Linked DNA regions of Rattus norvegicus: region 1 is linked to region 2. A link is a contact called in public Hi-C data. All regions are on one chromosome and are shown on one strand. Each heading gives the region's core, a stretch centred on a gene start, on an enhancer-like site or on the middle of the called end of the contact. The rest is flanking DNA. Distances are from core to core; before and after follow the strand shown.

Region 1 (6,702 bases), core at 1,660-4,159, 360 kb after region 2:
AAAATTCAATCATTTCAAAATAAACTACTTGGGTTTATCATTGCTGTGTTTGTAAAAAAAAATATGGCAAATTCATTATGATTTCATTCTCCAGAAAGTTATGAGCAGTGTGTTTGTTTGTGTGTGTGTTTCTTCATTCAACATTTTTAGTTGTCTATAGTTTTCTATAATGTAAAGCCTTATGAGTGTCCCTCCATTTGTGTTAGCATGTCTATTAATGTGGTTAGCATTTCTATGTTCAGATAGCCATACTGGTGACACCTCATAGGTATAACTTCTCAAATTTCTAAGAGGCACAATGTCAAACCCAACTTCTGATCCCTCTGCCTCTACCATCTTCCCATACCCTAACCCACTATTGTGATCAAGTTTTCAGATACAACAAGAACAAGAAAAAGCAAAGGAACGTTTATAAGATACATATCTAACTACATGAGTTAAGTTTAGTCTTGACAAATCAATGTTGCCTGGAGAAAAAGTATGCAATTTCCCTTGGGATAAATTTTATCAACTTCTATCATTCATACAGCAAAATGCCCCTTTAATCAATGAGCTCGCAATTCAACATGTGTGTTACTTCACATTTTTTAAACTTTCTTCGTGAGCTTCCTTCATACAATGTGCCTTGTTTATAATCACCTTCCCCTAAGCTCTTCTCAACCCCATCCCCTTCCCTGTCCACTTTATTTGGCATCCCCTTGTCCACCATCAAGGCCAAATTGCACTACATAAAATTTCTTGGATGTGCTACCTCCCACTGGAGAATGGTCAACTTATTAGAGAGAAACCTGGACTACCCTTACCCAGTAACTGAGAACAGTTCCTCCATTGCCCTGAGGAGGAAATGGGTCTATGTCTACAGATAAAGACTGAGCAATCTGTTATCTTCCTCACTTTCACCATTGTGGGTCCCTGTGTGGATCCTCATCTACTACAATCAGGAGTTTCCCAACTGTTGATTGATTAATGCCTTAATCTATTGTTATAATGATAGGTCATTAAGAGATGGTTTACTATTGTTATTTATTATCATAATAATGCTAGTTTACTCTTGCCTTCTTTTCTTATATTTTATTGACAAATATTATTTACTTACTATTTCATTGTAAACTCCACAAATATATGCAATATATTTTGGTCACGTTAACACAAATCTGATGTGCCTAAAGACCACAATGCCATAATATCCATTGTCTTACCATCTTTTTCTTATTGTCTTTTTCTCACGTACACAATGTTCTCTGGGCCTCGGGGAGGGTATAGACATCGCAGTTGTGAATAATCCTTTAACTGTCATGTATTTTCAGCACTCTGGCCAGTTATGACTCTGCAGTTACCCATTACCCACTGCAATGCATGCATCTTCATCCAAAGCAGATGGCAGCACTAAGCTCGGGGAATAAATATGTTTATTTAGAATGCCATTTGGAGGGAAAATCATGTCCACTTAGCACAAAACAACAGCAGGTTTTTTTCCTACTATAGACTTTAAACATGTCCCTAGTCCATGTTTACAGTTCCAGGCATAAGGAGCCTACTGAAAGGCTGACCTCAGATCTGATCAGAGAGAGGACAATTACCTCCTAAACAAACTTTTCAAATACTGCACCAGTGAGCTTATCAGACAATGCTACTTGTTTCTTTGGTTTCTTTCTTTGTTTCTTTCAACTGGTTTTGTTCTTCATACATCTTGGGTAGAGGTATTGAGAGCAACTCTCCTAGCAGTCTTTATAGCATCCTTTGGTACTATGAGGGCTAGACACCAAGGAAGAAAATCCCACCTCACACCCAGCTGGTGTTCTCTATATCTTATACAAATGCATATGGTGCCTAAAACACTAGGGTGTTAGTATGTGTTTCTAGTGGGCAGCCCACAGTGGCAATTGCTTATATTGTCCTGGGGTTCTCAGAGACCTCCCCATGCAACAACTTATAAACTCATAACTTCAATAATAACCCATGGCTTCAAAATTTTGAACTCAAGAAGAAGCACAAGAAAACCTGAGGAGTAAGAGAATTAAAAAGTAATATTAGAAAGCAAACATTTGAAGTCACAAACCCTAATGGGTAGATGAACCAGGTACCCAGCACACTTACCAAGCATATCTTATGTAACAATTGAGTCAAACTTCATTTTTTTTCTTTCAAGATATGTTCAAAGATCCTCATGGACCAGAGTCCCATTTTCTGTATTCCTGAAGAACTAGCAATTCTTTAGGATCAACCTTACCTCTTATTCTGTGTATGAGTTCACATTCCATTGCTAAATTATGTTTTCTAATCTGGTTCCATAACTACCTTATACAGCAGTCTCATTTATGATAGAGGCATAATTGAAGCAATCAGAGTGATTGACTGGACACCTACAATATGCCAAGAAGTCTTCTGAATGATCTATGTCGAGTGTTTCCCTGAATTTTCACAATCACTCCATTGTAGTTGTTCACAGTTACCTCAAAGTGTTATACTAGATTTACTCATTTAGTATATGGCCAAGCTAATTTTTCATCCAAATGACTCCAAGGTTCAAATCCTTAAAAATAAATCTAGGACACCTTCACTCTAGTTGTTTGGATTCACAGTTTCTTACCATATAATATTACATTGTTATACTATTGATTTGACAAACTTTCAGATTGTTTTAACCTCTGAATCTGCATTTTTTTTCAGGTTTGTGAAGTAGTATTCTATAACATGTAGGGTGAGTCTTTTATATTTGCCAGAAGTGTTTGCAAACATCAAACATAATATGAAATAAAGCATTGCTGTTCTACACCTTTAATACCAATCAGACATTTCCCCCAGACTACCTTAAATATTGACTTTACAAAACTGGCCATGATTAATGTAATAAGCAGCCAAGACAGTTTACTCTATGATCTCTGCATGACATCTAGTGGTTGAAGTTGGAATATTTAAGGAAATGACCTTGTGCCAGAAAACCCATGTTAGTTGAGAGTCCTCGGGCTCAACATAAAAGGAAGAGTGACACAGAGTTCTCTCACTTCTAAAGTCTGGTGAGAAGGAACCCTTGATCCTTTTTATTTCTCTCTCCATGTGTCAAAACACAGTAATCTGCCCTTGTGTTAAGCAATTTCTGCTCACTGGGGCCTGTGAAACTTTATTTGCCTGTAGTTGGTACTCACTTCTGATGGTTATGACTCTGGTAATCATTATCACATGCAAAAAATGAACAAATCCTTTCAGTTCTGTTTCTTCGTCTCTGTGCCACAACAAACTTTCTGTGGCTACGGAGAAGTTTTATGTAATCTGCATGCACATAATAACATTGCTGACTTTATTATTTTAGATTTTCCAAAAGTACATCTGTTTTGATCTCTCTAAAACGTTATAAACAAGAAATTTCTAAATTTTGAGTCATAACAATGTCCCTTGTTTTTTATCTTCTGATATAAGATTTGGAAAGAGCTTCCAGTAACTTTGAGTCAGCTTACATGACTGACAATACAAAGTGGCACATGACACGCTTGTGTCCAAGTAATTGGCACACTAGTGCTGTGGGAAGCAGGCAAGGACCTGAAGTCCAACAGTCAAAGACAAGGTCCCAGAGAATGAGTGACCTGAAACAAGCTGCCGCCCATGAACCTGTGCTCCTACAGAGGGACCTGACACTGCTCATCGTATCGTCTTCTGGTTCCTTCATCCATACAACAGAAGACCACATTACCACAGTTTCATGTGATGAAGATCACCCTAGCATGTGTAAAATTAAGAGTCATTCTAACTATAAGTGCAGAAAGAAGTATTTAGATCAAAAGTTGTCCCTGAGTATGCACAAAGGAATGCAGGCCAGCAGAGAAAATAAGTGACAACCAAAGTTTATTTCTTACATCATAACACACTGAAGAGAATCTGAAAAGCACTCATAAACGTTTTCTGCATCAATCTGGCAATTACCATAAATCCTACTTTTAAAAATTTTACCGTCAGAGCTCTTTTCTGGAGTTTTTTTTAAAGAACTTTTAATGTAAGTATGTCTGATCCAGTGAATATATGTACACCATGTGTTTGCAGGAGTCTTCGGAGGGAAGAAGAGAACCTTGGATCCTCTGGAGTCAGAGTTGGCATGGGTGCTAGGAACCAAATCCACTGAGTCCTCAGCAAGGGTATAAGTGCTCTTAACCCCTGAACCATCTCTCCAGATTCCTACCTGAACTTGCAGGGTCATGAGATGTATTATATTTATTTTCTTTGTGGTTGTTATGTGGAGCTCATGCCTTGACAAACATGAGGAGGCCAGAGGACAACTCGTTCCAGTTGGGTCTCTCTCTTTCCACCCTGTGAGCCCAGTTTTCAGAATCAAGTTTTATCAGTCTTGGCAGCAAGAATCATCTCGCCATGGCTAAACACCATATTTTCAGGTTCTGTTATTCCTAAATATTCTTTTGTACTGTGACGTAAGCAAAATTATGCATCATGTTTCCTGAATTCATGCTTATTTTAATATAAACAAAAACCAACACTGTGATATTACCGGAATCTCAGTAACTTTGCAATGGGGGAAAAAGTAAGCAATAATTATTTAGAATTTCAAAGTCTATTGTTCAAGATTATGATATCAGCAAACCTGAAATTCGCCTCTGGGATAAAGAGTAAAAGAAGCAATCACTCTGCAAAGGCTCAAAGAGGACTTTTGTTGAAGAGGTGGGTTTCCCGTGGTCTTTGAAGTGGGTTCTTGTTAAATCTAGGGACCTTGTGATGAATGAACTAGAAGAGAGATTGCTGACAGATCAAAATCCTACAGTGGTTGTTTTGTCCTTTGGTTTAAGAAGGTTGATGATTATTAAGCTCCTTACCTAACAGTCTTTGTTCCTAACCCAAGTATCTGCACTAGAAAGAGAAAAGTAGTAAAGGCATTTGTCGTTGCCACTTAAATAGACTCTCTTCTGTCCTTCCATGTGTTTTCTTACCCGAATACTGTATATATCAGTCACTGAAATTATTTATGAGAATGGATTTGGTGTTTGTGCAGGTTTTACTATAAAAGAATAGACGGGCAAACAGATGGAAACACATGAGTGTGTGTTCATGAATATGAGTCAGGAGGGCTCAACTTTTGCCTTCTTGGAATCATTTAGTTTTAAAAGGCAGTCTCTGCCCCTCTGTTATTTATCAGCGTGAGATAGCTGACCGATTTAAGTGCTGATCTTATGCAAGTCCACCCTTGATATTTAACAGACCTGAACTGAACAAAGCACACTCAGTTTGACTCATTTTAAATATTTAGTTACTTTTTAACTCCATGTAAACTTTCTGGTTAAACCTTATTTCAAATAGTGAAATAATTATAGCCTTAATGTCCTGTCCGGTTTAGGACAGTTTTTCCTGATAGGCTGGAGTGATGGCTCAGTGGTTGAGAGCAGTGGCTACTCTTCCAGAGGACTTCAGTTCAATCCCTACCTTGTTATTTATAAGGTAGTAAATAACTACCTGAAACTCCAGTCCCAGATGATGCAGTGTCCTCTTCTGGTCTTCACAGGCACATGTAGCCTAAACACACATCACACAAAATAAAAAGAAATAGAATCTTGAAAATCATACTGAAAATCACATTTGCAATTAATGAATTATATGTTTAATTGAAATATATGATATAATCTAAAATTTGAGGCACACAATTATATACTATGTGGACTTGGACTCTATGCTTCTTGAGATTTTTATCTCTTCCTCCTTTCTTTGATTGCTACTTTGTAAAACCTCTTCATTCTCTTAAATAGTCAGGAACAGATTTGTAAACATCCAGGAGCAGCTAACTGCCAGCAAAGTCACCAACCCTTTGAGCGTCCTAATTTTTAAAATTAGTTGTCATAACTTGTAAGTCACATTAGAAGCTCCATCCTCTTTGTTTATTCTTTGTTTCTTTTTAAGTATAGAATAAAGTTTATTTGGAGGAATGGAAAGGGGAGTTGGGAAGGGAGTAGAGGCAGAGAAAGAGAGGAGTCAGAAGACAGAGAGAGAAAGAGAAGGGAAGAGGCTGGCTAGGAACACGTGTAGAAGGAAAATGGCAGAGGACAGGGGAGAGAGGCAGAAAGGGGTCAAAGAGAGAGAAGAGAGTCAGAGCCTTTGTTTCTTGATACTGTGTCCTATAGAGTTTACTTTAGTATCTGCTCTATTTTCTACTATGTTAACAATAAAACTTTCATTTTAAATATGTTATATATTAAAGTTTAAGTCTCTAGAGTTTTTAAAATGTGTAAATTTTGATAAAACTGAAACTAGAGTTGCATGAAAACTATTATTTCACAAAAGACAAATGTACACACATCACAAAGTGTTGTACACAAAAATTAAAAGAGTGTGCTGAACCAGCGTATACATTTGGTACATTTAACATTGACGACTTGATCTGGGATAGCATGAGGTATCATTAAATATACAATGAGAAGCATCTGTGAGACTGCTCGGGAGGTGAGAATGTGCACTGTCCTTTCAGAGGATTTGGGTTTGGTTCCCAAAACCCAAATCAAGTAATTCCTAACTGCCTATACCTCATGTTCTAGGAAATCATATACCATCTTCTGTCTTTAATGGGTGTTGCATTCATGTACCCAACACACCTCCACAAAAAGGTAAATGCACATAATAAAATAAAGTCCTTAAAATATGCATAGTATATACAAAGGGATGGGGAGGAAGTTCTTTTTTTATCTTTTTTTATTTTTCTTTTCATCCCCTAGC
Region 2 (6,765 bases), core at 1,400-3,899:
TTGCCAGAGCCTTACTGATACAGGTGAGGATGCTTGCAGCTAACCATCGGACTGAAAAAGGGGACTCCAATGGAAGAGTTAGAGAAAGGATTGAAGGAGCTTCACAGAAAGAGGGACAGGGAAAGGGGACAGGGGAGGAGGGGAAAGGTGATAACATTTGAAATGTAAATACAAAAAATTATCCAAGGGGGAAAAAGAGTTTCAAACCTATGAGCCAGGTGGCCTATAGAAATAGAAGCTGATAAAGATAACTAGAGAATCGTTGAGTGTGACCCTTAAAGAGGTTTGAAATGCCACGTGCTTAGAACCTGGGCAGACATTGTTTGTCTTAGCCAGTGGATCGTCAGAAATGATGCCTTGTGATTTCCAATCCTGAGCCTCAAATGGCTACATATTCCCTGGAGAGAGTCAAATCGCCATGAACAATGACCAGCTAATCCTGGCACAGAAACTACATGAAGAGGCCAAAGGACCCAACTCCACCCACCCACCCCCAATAAAACAAGTATTGCTAGAAATCTAAAACAAACATGACTCCTCCACCAAATTCTTGGTTTTAGAATTGAGTATGAAACCATGATACGTTAATGTCTTTAGTTTCAAACATGAGCTAATTGAATGGAAATGATTTCTTGTTCAGGTTGGCACGTCTTTGACAGGTGAGGCAGCACTGGTGGGTTGAATGTTCCTGATCAGTATCTGTCTCACGAAGACAAAAGAAGTGATAAGTATGCAACATTTCCAGAAGACCTGACTCAACTCCACAGAACTCAACAGGACTACTTTGTGTGCTCGGCACCACCCAGCTACCAGCAAAATATTTATTAAATGTAGAACATGGCTTACTGTATTAGTATGAAAAATCTTAATTTTATATGCTATTTTAGAGAATGACCCTTGAAAAAGAAGTGACAATCAAAAGCAATTAAAATTTTCAGTGCTTTCATTTTTAAACTTAATTTTAGAAATTGTAATTTATATAACTACTAATGTTAAAATATTCCCCCTTTGTACAACCGTTATTATGCTAGAGATAAAATTTTGTTTTATTTAAACAGTGTTAGGAGCTGTCCTTTTGTAGAAATGAGGCACAAAACATCAAGAAAAAAGGATTTTGTTACAAGATAAGACACTTGAATATTATTTATGCTTTTATTTTCTTCACATACTTTAAAAAAGAAGTACAGAAGAGGGGAAATCCACAAAGTAAATTCTGCAAAAGAGTAAACTTGTAAATACATGTGTGTGTGAGCAGGCATGCATGTGTGGGTGAACGTGTACACACATGCACGCACACACATTCTCTCTCTCTCTCTCTCTCTCTCTCTCTCTCTCACACACACACACACACACACACACCCTCACATACACACACACACATCAAATATAATCCAAGATAGTTGACAGTTGCAATCCAAATAGTTATCTCTCTGAATTGCCTTTCACACTCACTAGTTTATGTGTGTAACTAGCAATCTTGGGTTATGAATTGTGAAGTAATTCAGTTTTTTGAGCAGTATGATTTATTTTTCTAATAATAACTATAAAGAAATGTATACCATGCTTTTGGAAAATCATTGGCTCCCTAGAAAATCTGAACAACTTTGGGATTTCAGGAAGGTATTATTTTCTTAATTGTGTAACATATTTAAGAAAAGAAACGTACTCTTCACTTTCAACATACTTTACGACATATTTACCAGTGACTTCCAATGTAAGTTTTACGCTATATAGTTTCAATATGGAGTCACTTCATTCCCCAGGCTCTAATGTCATCATCTGTCCTGGTGGGAGTGTAAAATCAAGAAACATTTTATAAGAAAAATGATGTGAACAACTTCATTACTAAGGATTAGTTGTTTCTTGAATTTCTGTGAAGAATCATGGCTGATTTGCAAAACACACCTATATCATATTGCAATGCTTCACTCAAAAGAATTGTTTGTGCAGCTATCTCAGAAGGAATGAACTGACATTTCCAAAAATAAAAAAATATATATTTTTATACAATTGAGGTTAGAGAAATTTAGTAAGAGACGGTTAGTTCAAATCATTTTAAAATAAGACTATTTAGTCCTGTTTATTAGACCACTGGGGCTTCCATAAGAAATACTATAAATAGGGTTTCTTAAATATATTTGCTTACAGTAATTTCAAAATAGAGGATGTGAGTCTTCTTGGCGTGAGTCATTTTCCTGAGTTACAGATGACTGTGTTCTGTCTGTAGACTTATCAGATCAAAGCTCTAAGCACATGATTTTTTTGAACCCTAATTCCTACCTCCTTCAAATACAACAGCTTTGGGTTAAGGACTATCAACTTCAAATTTTGTCAGACATTGGATTCTGTCCATAGCACTGCACTGCTCATAAACTCAATTTCATGACCTTATCGCATACGAAATGCAGTTATTCTTTGCTTGTTCCAATATCAACTGTAAGCGCTAGAGTCTCGAGGCAAAAGAATAGTTTTCTTTGGCTTGGTGTCTCTTGCTCCCAGCCATCTCCACCCTGTTTCTGAGGTAGGAGTGCAAAGAATATAATCTCTTACTGCTGGAGGCTCAGTTCCTCCCATTACATAAAGACCACACATACCATAGCTTTACTGAAGACATAAGATTCTGCAGCCTCACTTAAGTGCTACAGCCTAGTTCATTCCATCATTCCATAGGACTTCCTCCATTCTGTTATTTCCAAATGGTGGTGCTTCTCTAGATATAATCACATTTCTTCCCTTGAGATGGCTCATTTAGCTGATGAATTATATACATGCTCTTTTTTAAAAATCAGATATCATTTACTCTGTCCTCACAAGCTCAGATGTTCACAATAAAATACAAAGGACTGGGGTCTTAGATGATCTGAATGTATTGGCCCACATATGTGCAATCCAGAAGTCCACTCAACTCCTGGGTTTCTGGTTGTTGTTTTCTCAGCATGTCTTCTCATGCAGATGCAAGCAGAGCCCTCTAGTGTCTTTTATTATAATGACACTAATCCTATACTATTAACCTCTGCAATGAGTATTAAAGCTTCAATTTACATAATATAAGGGGTAATCATTTAGCTCTTAACAGCATGTTTTCTCTGCTGACACAGCACTTTTCAGTTTTTGGATTTTTAGTTTGATGTTTAATCCTACCAGAATCTCTCTCACCATTCTAAGTTTCTCAACCCCACATGACCTTCAGAAGGTCTTGTAATGTATACATTAGAACTATTTCCTCGGCACAAAGCAGAGAGTGTAGCTGTGTGTTAACTATCTGTTGCATTCCATCTGCCAATGCTGCGTACTAATTTTTTCATGTCTGCTTTACATGTGGTTTTGTGCTGAATGGGCCTTCTCTGTTTGCTTCCTAGAATTTTTAAATATAGTAGTAGTTCTACCAAGCCATAGGACATTTTCTGAATACCTGTCTCCCTTCTATACTTTAAGAGACTCACAAAGTAAGTTACCTCTGTATATTTCTGCTTATTGGAGTAAAATTCTGCTAAATATCTAGTTTTGATACAATCGTTGATTGATGCACGGTTAATCTAATGCAATGTAATGACTTGACTCATCACCTAATCATATAGTGTTCCCACTATGATGGACTATCTCCTTATTTCTTTAATAAGGAAAGTAACTAATACAGATAATTAGGAACAATAAAGTTGGGTGTTAATGAATTTAGCCTAAAGCATGGGCTTTACATGTTTAGAACTGGTTTGTGGGAAGAGTGAGGAGGAATTTGAAGCCACAAGTTTGAAAGTCCCTAGAATGCTATACACATTGCTAGAGGAAGATTATGGTGGGAGTACAGGAGAGAACAAGGCCAGGAGAAAAGTAGAAAATGATGGCCTGATCCCTACATTTTCTATTCATTCATTCATTCATTCATTCATTCATTCAGTCTGTCTAATCCAATATATAGGCATTTCAGTCTCCCCTCCATCCCATGTTTCCCCTCAGATCCCATATCACCTCTCCTCTCCCACAGATCCACTGTTCCTCTATTTCCCTTCAGAAAAAAGCAAGCCTTCTTGTGATATCAAACTTGGTACACTAAGATTCAACAAAACTAGGCACATGCCCTCAGTCAAAACTAGATGAAGTCCCATGAGCTGGCAAAGAAGTTAGAGACACCCCCCACTGCCATTGTCCAACAAAACCTCAAGCTAAAGAACTACGACATGTATGCAGAGGACTTGGTGCAGAACCATGCAGGATCCATTGTGACTGCTTTAGTCTTTGCAAACTCCGATGAGTTCCGGTTAGTTGGTACTGATGGCTGTGTTCTGGTGTCCTATACTTCTAGTTTTTAAAGGGACACAAGGACAGTTCCACTTGATGCTAGGTGATGAGGTCGTTCTTATTACATTTTAGCAAAACGCTGCACATATTGTATTCTCTCTGAGTCCTTAGAACCTGAGTCAGAGTGAGGTCACGGGCATGAAGTTGAGACAGACGAAATCTCAAGACCACAGAATTTAAGCTATGTCATAGTTGCTGGTCAGTTCGCATCTCCAGCCCGTCTGTGAAAGAGCAGGAAGTGGAAGAAAGCAGATTTGAATATGTAGCGGGAAGGAAGGAGTCTAATGTTGTAGCCAGACAAGGCTCAAGAGACTGCTCAGAAGTTAAGCTGCAAACTATTCTTGCTGAAGACTTGATTTTGGATGTCCAACATCCAGAAGATATGGGCAACAGTTTCCTCTAATTTTGACTCCAGGGGACCTGATATCTCTTGGTCTCTGCAAGCACTTGTGTTCACACGCACTTACTGATACACGGGTACACTCATACACATAACTAAAAGTAACAAAAATGCATAAAGAAGAAAGTTACAGAAAGAATAGGTACTCAGAAAACACCGGCAACCATTAAGTGAATTAGCACCTTGGTGTCTTTTCTGCTGGCATGCTTCGAAAACAAGACCCAACACGAGAAAGGTTCCAAATTATAAAAGGCCAAATTACCTGGCAATGAGAGAGCCTGAACTGAAAGTGTCATGAAAGGACATCTCTACTAAAGAGCAAACCTCTTGAGAAATGTTCCCCAAGTTCAGCACATGCCAAGTCGATATAACTGTGGCCCCACATGATTAGACTACTTCTCAAAATTGCAACAAATTTAGCAGTACTGTCTATTTCTCTATGCGGTATTTATTTTACACATGTAAAGATACAAGAGCAAGTGGACAAAGGCCATGTTCCCAAGAGCAAATACTATCTAGAACTGTATGGCAAGGTGTCAGGTCCTACAAGGAGGTCTAGAGGAGTTATTGAATGAAGTGAAGTTTATGTAGAAATGGAGACCCCATGTTATTAGAGATATAAGGAACGTTGACATCTACTGAATTAAGGTACAGCCATGAATATGAGCTGGCTTGAGGGAGAAGCTGTGTGTGATGCACGCAATAGAACTGGAGAGGAGGGGCTATCTAATACTGTGAGGCTACAATTACTCCATTGCAAATCTCAGCTGGGAAGCATAGAGTTATAGGACTTAGGACTCTCTCTCTCTCTCTCTCTCTCTCTCTCTCTCTCTCTCTCTGTGTGTGTGTGTGTGTGTGTTTCAATAAAACTTTCTAAAAAAGTCATATTATCTACTATTTAGTCATTGCAAACACCTTTCTTTCATAAAAATTGGTTATTTTATCCATTTACATTTCAAATGTTATCCTCCTTCCCAGTTTCCTCTCCACAAGCCCCCTATCTCCTTCTTCCTCCCCCTTGCCTCTGTGAGGGTGCTTCCCCACTGGCCCACCCACTCCTACTCCGAGCATTCCCCTATCCTGGGTCATCAATCCTCCACAGGACCAAGGGGATTCCTTCCCAGTGAGGCCCTGCTTTGGCAATCCTTTGCTACATATCCAGCTGGAGCCCCTGTGTACTCTTTGGTTGGTGATCTAGTCCCTGGGAGCTTTGGAATCTGGTTAGTTCTTATTGTTGTTCTTCCTATGGGGTTGTAAAACCCTTCAGCTCCTATAGTCTTTGCCCTAACTTTCCCATTGGGGTCTCCACGCTTAGCCTACTATTTGACTGTGTACATCAGCATCTGTATTGGTCTGACTCTGGCAGAGATTCTCAGGAGACAGATATTCCAGGCTCCTGTCAGCAAGCACTTCTTGGCATCAGCAGTAGTGTCTGGGTTTGGTGTCAGCAGATTGGATGGATCACTAGGAGGGGTAGTTTCTGGAGGGCCTTTCCTTCAGTTTCTGCTCCACTCTTTTCCCCTGCATTTCCTTTAGACAGGAGGAATTCTGGATTAATATTTTTGAGGTGGTTGGGTGACTTCATCCCTCAAATGGGTCTACCCCTATCCACTGGATATGGTCTCTACAGGTTCTCTCTCCCCTTTGTTGCGTATTTTGGCTAAAACCTCCCTGTTGGGTCCTGCAAACCTCTTGGGTCCCTGGCATCTGGGACTTTCTAGTGGCTATCCCCCAGTTCCCCTCCGCCACTGCAATACACTACTTTCAAATGACTGACCCTCTCTACTTCCCCATCTCCTCCCATATCTGAACTGGCTCCTCCTTTACCCTCTCCCTCCCCTCTTCCAACCCAGATCTCTGTCTCCCTCTACTTCCCAGATATTATTCTCTTCCCCTTACTGAGTACTGTAATACCCACACTTTGGTGTGATCTTCTTTCTTTTTGGGTTTCCTATGGTCTGTGAGTTGTATCATGGGTATTTCAAGCTTCTTTTTCACTATTATCCATTTATCACTGAGTGCATACCATGTGCGTTCTTTTGTGACTAGGTTACCTCACTCAGGATGAT

What was found. A called contact is a pair of places that touch in the nucleus more often than the background predicts.
Region 1: a contact with region 2 is called in a Hi-C map of kidney, with 8 times the contacts expected there. The contact joins two enhancer-like sites. A contact is called at or near these places in 6 of 12 Hi-C or Micro-C datasets (the A7r5 cell line, the Rat2 cell line, Schwann cells and 3 more).

The regions. Positions count from the first base shown.
Region 1 is chr11:39,303,267-39,309,968 of GRCr8, forward strand. No RefSeq gene overlaps it. Among named protein-coding and RNA genes, the nearest start is that of N6amt1, 760 kb to the right of the region's middle. Within about 2 kb of position 2,910, at least 6 of the 93 cell types and tissues checked have an H3K27ac peak or open chromatin away from gene starts, as enhancers often do.
Region 2 is chr11:38,944,467-38,951,231 of GRCr8, forward strand. No RefSeq gene overlaps it. Among named protein-coding and RNA genes, the nearest start is that of Adamts5, 410 kb to the left of the region's middle. Within about 2 kb of position 2,650, at least 2 of the 93 cell types and tissues checked have an H3K27ac peak or open chromatin away from gene starts, as enhancers often do.